Regions from separate parts of the Cricetulus griseus genome. Here region 1 is linked to region 2. The links are chromatin contacts, called in public Hi-C maps. All regions are on one chromosome and are shown on one strand. The core of a region is the stretch at or near the end of the contact, and the rest is flanking DNA. Distances in the headings are between cores, read along the strand shown.

What was found. A called contact is a pair of places that touch in the nucleus more often than the background predicts.
Region 1: a contact with region 2 is called in a Hi-C map of the CHO-K1 cell line, with 6 times the contacts expected there. The contact joins the promoter of Pdia6 here to the promoter of CUNH2orf50 in region 2. A contact is called at or near these places in 6 of 8 Hi-C or Micro-C datasets (the CHL-YN cell line, the CHO-K1 cell line, the CHO-S cell line and 2 more).

Annotation. Positions count from the first base shown.
Region 1 is chr7:26,432,834-26,437,166 of CriGri-PICRH-1.0, forward strand. Pdia6 (protein disulfide-isomerase A6) reads left to right here and starts at 1,989. Exons shown (of 13, transcript XM_027424676.2): 1 at 1,989-2,105. The coding sequence starts at 2,072.
Region 2 is chr7:26,227,827-26,232,034 of CriGri-PICRH-1.0, forward strand. It overlaps CUNH2orf50, which reads right to left and starts at 1,687. Exons shown (of 3, transcript XM_027424672.2): 1 at 1,168-1,687. The coding sequence starts at 1,382.

The DNA.
Region 1 (4,333 bases), core at 739-3,238, 210 kb after region 2:
TCACAGTGGTATTAACACTGAAAAGCAAGAGGCCCCCAGATGCCTATCAACAGAGGAATGGGTAAAGAATACATGGTTCATTCCTGCAATGGAAAATCAGTCAGCCTTAGGAAGAAATGAAAATCTAACACATGCTATAATATGGAGAGACTTTGAACACATGTGCAGCAGCATACATGTGCCATGTTGTATGTAGTAAATAGACTACAGAAGGACAAAAATGACCCAGTTTGCACAAAGCACTTACATTAGCCAAGTTTATGAGCAGGAAAGTATGATGAGCAGGGATGAGGGGGAGGGAGGAATGTGAAGTTCTTATGGGCAGAATTTTGGTTTAGAACAAGGAAAAACCTGGGTGTGGATACTAGTGAGGAGCTGGGGACATAGCTAGCTCAGTGGCAGAATGCTTGATAGCACCTGTGACCTTTGGGTCTGATACCCAGCACTGTGGGAAAACGCAAAGCAGCCAATTGTGTGTACGTTTTTACCACACCGAAGAAGCAAGCAAACAAACAAAAAAGGGATTAATTCTGGGTTCCATGGTACCAGGGTCTTCATTGAATCAGAACTCAGGAACACAGCAGTACAATGTGCCTTTGTCACCCGGGCCTCTGTGTAAGCTGTGTGCTCCCTGGCCAGTGGCTGTGACTCCAACAGTACCTGGCACAGTTAGGCTATCTTAGTTTGTTTTCTGTTGTGATAAAACACTGATCAAAAGCAGCTTGGGAAGGAAACAGTTAATTTGGGTTAGAATCTATCAAGAGGCATGGAGGCAGGAACTGAAGCTAAGACCACACAGGACCCCTGCCTCCTGGCTTGATCTGTCCTGGGGAGGCACTGCCTCCAGTGGGCTGGGCCCTCCTCCATGGATTATCGGGAAAAAAAAAAAAAAAAAGCCTGCACAGACATACCCACTGTCCTTACAGATGGAAGCAATTCCTTAATTGAGGTACCTTCTTCCCAAATGACTCTAGTTTGTGTCTAATAGACAGAGGCCTTAGAGGGGTGCTGCTTAGTGTCTTGTTCCTCATGGCTTGTTTAGCCTGATTTCTTACAGAACTCAGAACTACCAGCCCAGGGATGGACCCCTCACCGTGAGTTGGGCTCTCAATCACTAATGAAGAAAATGCCCTACAGCTGGTTCTTATGGCAACATTTCCTCAATTGAAGTTCCCTCCAACTCTAGCTTGAGTCAAGCTGCTATAAAACTAGCCAGCACAGTCACCACGGTGTGTTTCTGGGCGCCTGAAATCTACTCCAGGGCTTCATGTATACTAGGCAAGCACTCTACCATCAGAACTGCATCCCCAGACATTATTTTTAATTGTGTCTTACTGTGTTCGCCTTAAAACACCTTTGTAAATATTGCAAAGCACTCTCGGCCAGATGATGCATTTTAGCCCCCACCTTGGCCACCTCCCACAGCTCTTTAAAGCTCTGAGGGTCCCAGGGTCACGTGAGTGAGCAAGGCTTTGCGGTCAATTTAACAAAATAAGTGTGGAAAGGTGCTTTATACAGAATAAGCTCGGCAAAGGGTTTCCGCGTACAAAGGAATAAATATGTCATTTAATAAGGCCGTAAATACACTGAGGACCCGGGGCTAGTCTCCCAACATAAGAGACAGGTCAAAAAGTGAGGGCTGGAAGGGGCCACGAGAGAGGCAAAGAGGAAAGAGAATGAGGAACTGGGAGAAATGAAGACTCAGCCCTGGATTTCCAGTTAGCTCAGGAAAAATTAAGGGGACGAGGGGGACCCGCAGGGACAGCTCAGAACATCCTTTGGTCCTGCCCCTTCATTCCCCGCCCATCCTCGCCCCGCCCAGCTCCACTCCACCGCTGGTCCCTGGCCCCACGAAGGAAAAAAAAAAAGAAAAAAAAAACCAAACCGGTAACCTCTACCCGGCCGCTTCCCATTGGCCAGGCACGCGAGCGAAGTCCACAGAGACCAATGAGCGGCGGCCACGGCGCGGCGAGCCCTTCCGGCCCGCCCCCGCGCGCCGGCGCACCGCCCGCTAGAAGCCGAGGGCGGGACGTGGGCGCGGCAGAGCCGGAGCGGCGGCGGCGCGGACAGAATGCGGCTTCTCGGCATGGCTCGCCTTGGGTTCGGTAAGCGCGGGCCTGCGGTGGGAGGCTGGGCCGGGGGAGGTCGGAGGGCCCGGGGCCGCTGAGCAGGCCCGAGCGGTGGGGACAGAGTGCCGGGCCGGCCTGGGGACTTCTCTGCTGGCGGGGTGGGAGAGGCCCGACTGGGCCCTCTGCAGGAGGCCCCGGGGAGCCGGGGACTCGCAGCTTCTGCTCACCCCGAGTGCGAGCCACCACCGGTCCACCGGTCCACCTCAGCCTTCACTTACAGACGCCGGTAGCAGAAGCCGGTTCTGAGATGCAAACCGAAGGTGGCCAGTGCCCTCCAAGGGAGGCCTCACCGCACCTGAGCACTTTTAAAGCCTTTGAGCGTCCACCCAGATGCCCCGGAATGATGTTTAGCGACCCAGTGGGTGAATTTGGGGGTTCCCTCCCTCCCCGGCTGTCTTTGTTTGCGGCCCTAAACTCTCAGACATTACTTAACGCAGCCTAGATCCTGGCTGGAAAGTAGGGGAGATGGGTCCCTGCACTCCCTCCCCCTTCGTTTACTGTCTGTGACCGGGAGCACGTTTTCTCGCCTCTCTGCCTTTTTTTTTTTTTCTTTCTTTCTTTTTTTTTTCTTTTTAAACCGTGCTTACCCTATGAGCGGTAGGTAGTACGTGTTTAAGAAGTACTTGCTGGGTTACTGTGGAGAGCAGATGAGAGGGAAAGATTTAATCTCTAGTTTTCCCGTGAGTGTTTATGAAAGTGAGCCTATCAATTAACTCATTATTTTAATCAGGTAGTCAGTCCCCTATTTTTCTTTTCTTTTTGGACACCCTGCTGCAGGCGGGTGCCAGGCAGAAATGTTACAGGCGTGAATTTATAACACCCTTAACGGCTACGGAGATTGAATGGGAAGCCACAGATGGCACAACCATCTGTACGCATGGAGTGTGGACCCCAGGAGTTCTGTTTCCTGGAGGTGCTCATTGTCACTGTGTAGAGTGGCCTTGTGAAACAGAACTTGATGGGTCAGCATTGACCTACTCTGCATAGTAAATCAGCCCCCCCCCCCCAGGAAGGGGGTTGTTGGTTGGTGAGCAGATGCCAACGGCAGTGTGTTTGCACCTCCCTGACCCTGGTAGATCTTCTTGGAGCCATCACACTGAGACAGAATCGGGTGGTTCTGCTTCTCTTGACCATTTAGGCGTCAGGGGAGAATGTGTATCCTCTGCCGGCATCCTCAGGGATGGACAGTGACTCCATGCCTCAGGAAGGCATTTCTTGTGCATGGACAATTTGTTTTCCTAGACAGTTCCTAGATTTTTTTGGCTTTACACTTCACCTAGTTCTCTGAGCTTCCCTTAACAGGTGGCTACCCATTAGAAACAACACTTATCAAAGTTCTAAGACCTAAATACCTTAAAACTTAGGGTGACCACCAGTCAGAAGTAGACTGCAACAAGTTTCTAGTGTTGGAGGTAATAGTCCATAAACTTTGTGTACAAAGTGTCCATAACTTCTAATTTTTTTTCTGGCTCTGAAATTCTCACAAGACATAGTGTATTGAGCCGATAGGGATTCGTAACAATTTCATAAACATCTTTAAACAGTCTTGTAAGTAGTAGAACTCTCTGGACCTGGTAACACATGTCTTTAAATCCCAGCACTTGGAGGCAAACTACTATTCCCTTTGCGGAACAGCACCATCCAATAGAAATTGTAATGGTGCAACTTTGTATACAATGTAATCCTATTTCTAGGAGCCACAACTGAAGCAGAAGAGGTAACATTGCACAATGACCATATTCATGGTGGCAACCCCATTGGATTCTACGCCCTAATGATTGATGTCCTAGCTGCCCCTATCTGTGCCTTTGTCACATGGTGACATAGTCTCCATACATACCTCTCAGTTAGAATGCTGTCACTAAGTCCTGATCATCTGTATTTTACCCATCATTTCAGCACATACTCAATCAGTATGAAAATATTAATAAAATTTGTTGTTTTTTTTTTTTTTTCTCCAAATCTTTGGAACCTGGTATGCTTTTCTAACCCTTGGAGGACCTCTCAGTTTGGGGTAACCACATGTGGCTGATGGCTTCCATGGTGGATAGTTGTTTTCGGGAACAGCCCCACTGGCATCCAGATGTACCCATCCTGTCCCACTTTGTGAATGAAATGGAGCCTTCCATAACTCCTCTGTCACTGACTCTAGATTCCCGTCCTGACTTGGGCTTTTGGTAGAGACCTTCGGTGTCCTTCGCCTC
Region 2 (4,208 bases), core at 437-2,936:
TGTATTTTGGAACAGCCCACAGAGTGACCAGAGAAGTTTTCTATCTTGTTTTAGTAATTTCCACAAATTCTTCTTACTCCAGATGTGTTTAACACTTCAAGTTTACAGTTTTCTTATTTATTCATTTGTCTGGGTTAGCTTAGAACTCACTGAGGATGGCCTTGACATTTTTTTGTTTGTTTGTTTTGGTTTTTCAAGACAGGGTTTCTCTGCTTTGGAGGTTGTCCTGGAACTCACTCTGTAGACTAGGCTGGCCTTGAACTTGAACTCACAGTGATCTGCCTGCCTTTGCCTCTGAGTGCCCAGATTAAAGGAGTTCTGATCCTTCTCTCTCTGCCTTCGTAGTGCTTGGGTTACAGGCTTGAGTGGTCACCATTTGTAGTGGTTTGAGTGAGAATGGACCCCATAAGTCTCATGTGTTTGAATACTTGGTTCCTAGTTGGTAGAACTGTTTGGAAAGGATTAGGAGGTATGGCCTTGCTGGAGGAGATGCATCACAGGAGCAGGGCTTTGAGGCTTAAAAAGCCCATGCTAGTCCCAGTTGGTTTTTGAATACCGACTTAAGCTACTGCTCCAGTGCCATGGCTGCCTGCCTGTTGCCATGCTCTCTGCCATGATGGTCAAAGAAGCTAACCCTCTGGAACCATGAGCCTCTTTGCCATTCTAGTCTTGTCTTCTTCAGCTCTATATCCAAGGTGGTGATTATTAGATGGTATGGTATTTTTTCTATTTAGAGTTTTTGAGGACCCACCATACTCTTTTCCCTTCTTATGCTCGTGATGACTACCATCAAGCTGAAAGCATGGAGGAGGCCCCCACACCCACTCCCACCCCCTAGCTAGCATCCCTGCTCAGGCAGTGCCTTAGCTATGCACCACCAGCTTCCTCCCATCTCACCTGCCATGTCCATCTGGGGAGGTTGCTATGAGTTGGGAGATGGGATCAGAGCCCTCTCTATGTCTCTATTCCCAGCCACCTGCTGGGACCAAGGCCCTGGGCTCTTGTAGCAAATTCAGATCCAGTCTGGGTCTGAGCAGGCCTTCCTTGCATCCTACTTTCAAGTTCTCCCCCTCTTATCTCTTTTCCATATATTCTCCCTTTCCCCAGCACCAAAGCAGCTGGGGGCGCGGGACTGCGGGAGGAGGGAGGCAGGGGCAGGTCACTCACCACCGCTGCTGGCCTCGGGCTTCGGCTTCCACAAGCTCCCTCCACAGCTGGTCCTGCTGCACACCAGGGGCTGTGGCACCCTGGCAGCCACCAGCATGACCCCGGCTTGCTGCAGGGCCATCCCGAGCCCTGGAAACTGAGGCAAGATGCCTGGTAGGACGCAGTCCGTGTCCGGATGTTGTGGCTCTTGGGAGCCCAGCGTGTTGGCTGCCCATGGGGGACTGAGGAGAATAGGAGAGGGAGAGAGAAGAGAGAAGAGAGACTGATTGAGATTCCTTATCCCAGGAAAGCCTGCACAAGATCTTCACAACGGATCCCGAGCTCAGAATGAGTGACTGATGTGGACAGAAACTCTCCAGGCTGGGGCAGCATCTGCGCCCAGCTGTGTTCTGCTGGCCCAGTCTGTGTTGACTGTCGCCCAGGGAACAGGAGGCTCCCGGGTGCACACGGGAAGGGGCGGACCCCACTGAGTGCTCGCTGAAGACATCTGAGCCCCTTTGTGGGGTGCAGATTGTCTGTGCTTTGTCCAGCCCTCCCCTGGGCCGGAGGGCGGGACAGACCCAGTAGGCGGTGCTCCGGAGAGCTGCGTGGGCAGGTGAGAGGAGCACGATCTTGTGCTGCCCCCTGGTGGACACCGCAGGCTCCCAGGGGAGGCGCCCCGGGGCCTTGACAGATGTGAGGCCAGGGCAGGAAGTGAAGTCATCCTATCAATTGTCTATTTAAAGTAACTTGGGGAGGAAAGGGTTTATTTGGCTTTCACTTCCACATCACAGAAGGAAGTCAGGATAGGAACTCAAACAGGGCTAAAACCTGCAGATCGCTGATGCAGAGGCCATGGAGAGGTCCTTGCTCCCCATGGCTTGCTCCGCCTGCTTTCTTACAGAACCCAGGACCACCAGCCTGGGTGGGCTGGGCCTTCCCCATCAATCAGTAATTAAGAAAATTCCCTACAGCTGAATCTTATCTTGGAGGCATGTTCTCAATTGAGGTTCCCTCCTTTCAGATAGCTCTCACTTGTGTCAAGTTGACATAAAACTAGCCAGGACACCAATGTTCCTTCTGAAAGTCCATGGAGCCCTGCCATTGATCCTGCCGACCAGCTGGGGGCAGCATTTGTAGGCATATGCTCTACCACTGAGTCACACTCCAGCCAAGAAGGAAGGCTTTCCTAAACCTAGTCTGCAGGTAAGAATCCAACAGCGGCAAGTGACCCGTCCAGGTGGCTTTGAGTTTAGCTGGTCATAAAAGGCATACTGAGGCTGGGCGTTGGTGGCGCACACCTTTAATCCCAGCACTTGGGAGACAGAGGCAGGCGGATCTCTGTGAGTTCGAGACCAGCCTGGTCTCCAGAGAGAGTGCCAGGATAGCCTCCAAAGCGACACAGAGAAACCCTGTCTAGAAAAAAAAAAAAAAAAAGGCATACTGAGGACTTAAGGTACTGATGCAGACCCCACTTCTGTTTCTTCTCTAACCCGAGCAGTCCAGCTCCCTCAGCGGCACCAGTAGCTTTTTTTTTTTTTCCCCCAACTTAGCCAAACCCAGACATTCCCATAACTTCTGTTCCAGCCACTCTACCCCTCTTCCTCACCACCGTGGTGCATCATGGAAGGGTTTGTTGATAGACCCCTCATTCATTCCCTGACACTCCATGCCTAACTCCTGCTCAGCAGGGCGCTCCTTCTCTGCACCCCCAGGGGAGAACAGAAATAACCAGGTGCAGACAGAGGTGCCCAAAGTGGAGGGATGCTCTGGTGCCTGGGGCTCGGCCAATCGGTGGCACCTACACGACTCTTCTAGCTTCAGGTCTCATGCTGAGAAGCAGTTTTCTCTCTTGCAAGCAAGCTCCATAAGACCAAAAGTAAACAACTCAAAATAGCTTCAGGAAGTCCCTGAAACTGACCAGATTCACCAGGCTCTGCCTTTCCCAACAGTAAACAATATAGCAAGTACTGATAGGACCCACTTTCAGAGAAACCAAGCTGCCTGGAAGAACCAGAGGCCACAACTGAGCCACCTGGAAAACACACTCTCCAACATGTAGAGCTGCCTGTTGTGTGCTCTAGGTTCCCAGCTTTTGTGAGCTGTCACCATGCTTGGGTAGGCTTTAATGACGCAGCTGTCTCTGAGTCACTACCTCTGTGAGTGACCTCTCATCCATATGCCCTTAAATAATCCCCCCAAACCCAGTGATTCACCAAGTTGGACTTTTGTGGTATCCATACTTTGGTCTCTGTTGTGGGATCCCTATCTGAGGGGGTGGATAGACATGTTGTGGTAGTTTGAATGCAGTTGGTCTCCATAAACTCAAAGGGAGTGGCATTATTAGGAGACATGGTCTTGGTGGAGGAGGTTTGGCTTTGTTGGTGGAAGTGTGTTGTAGTGGGGGTGGACTTTGAGGTCTCCTATGTCTGCTTTCTGTTGCCTGTGGATCAGGATGTAGGACTCTCAGCAAATTTTCCAGCACCATGTCTGCCTCCCCACCAGGATGACAATGGACTAAACCTCTGGAACTTTAAGCCACTCAATTAATTGTTTTCCTTCGTAAGAGTTGTCAGTCTGGGTGGTGGTGGTGTATGCCTTTAATCCCAGCACTTCGGAGGCAGAGGCAGGTAGAACTATGTGAGTTCAAGGCCAGCCTGGTCTACAGGGAGTGCCGGGACAGGTTCAAGAGCTACACAGAAAAACTCTCAAAAAACAAAACAAACAAAACAAAACAACAACAAAAAGAGTTGTAGTGGTCATGGCATCTCTTCAAAGCAAGAGAAACCCTAAGACATGTGTGTTGTGTTTCCCAAGAAAAGTTCATTATGAAAGAGGAAGCAGGGGTTTGGTCTTCACAGATGAGAAGGATTTTGCCCATGACAAAACTGGGGATTGAAAAATTTAGATACCAGAGAGAGAAGAGAGGGGAGGGGGCACAGTCTGGGGCTGGAGGCCGGGTGCAGATGCAGCCTGACATAGGGATGTTTGGGAGTTTACTCTGCACAGAGCGGGTACTGATGAGTTATAAGCACTGAGGTAAATGCAGAGTTGGAACCACC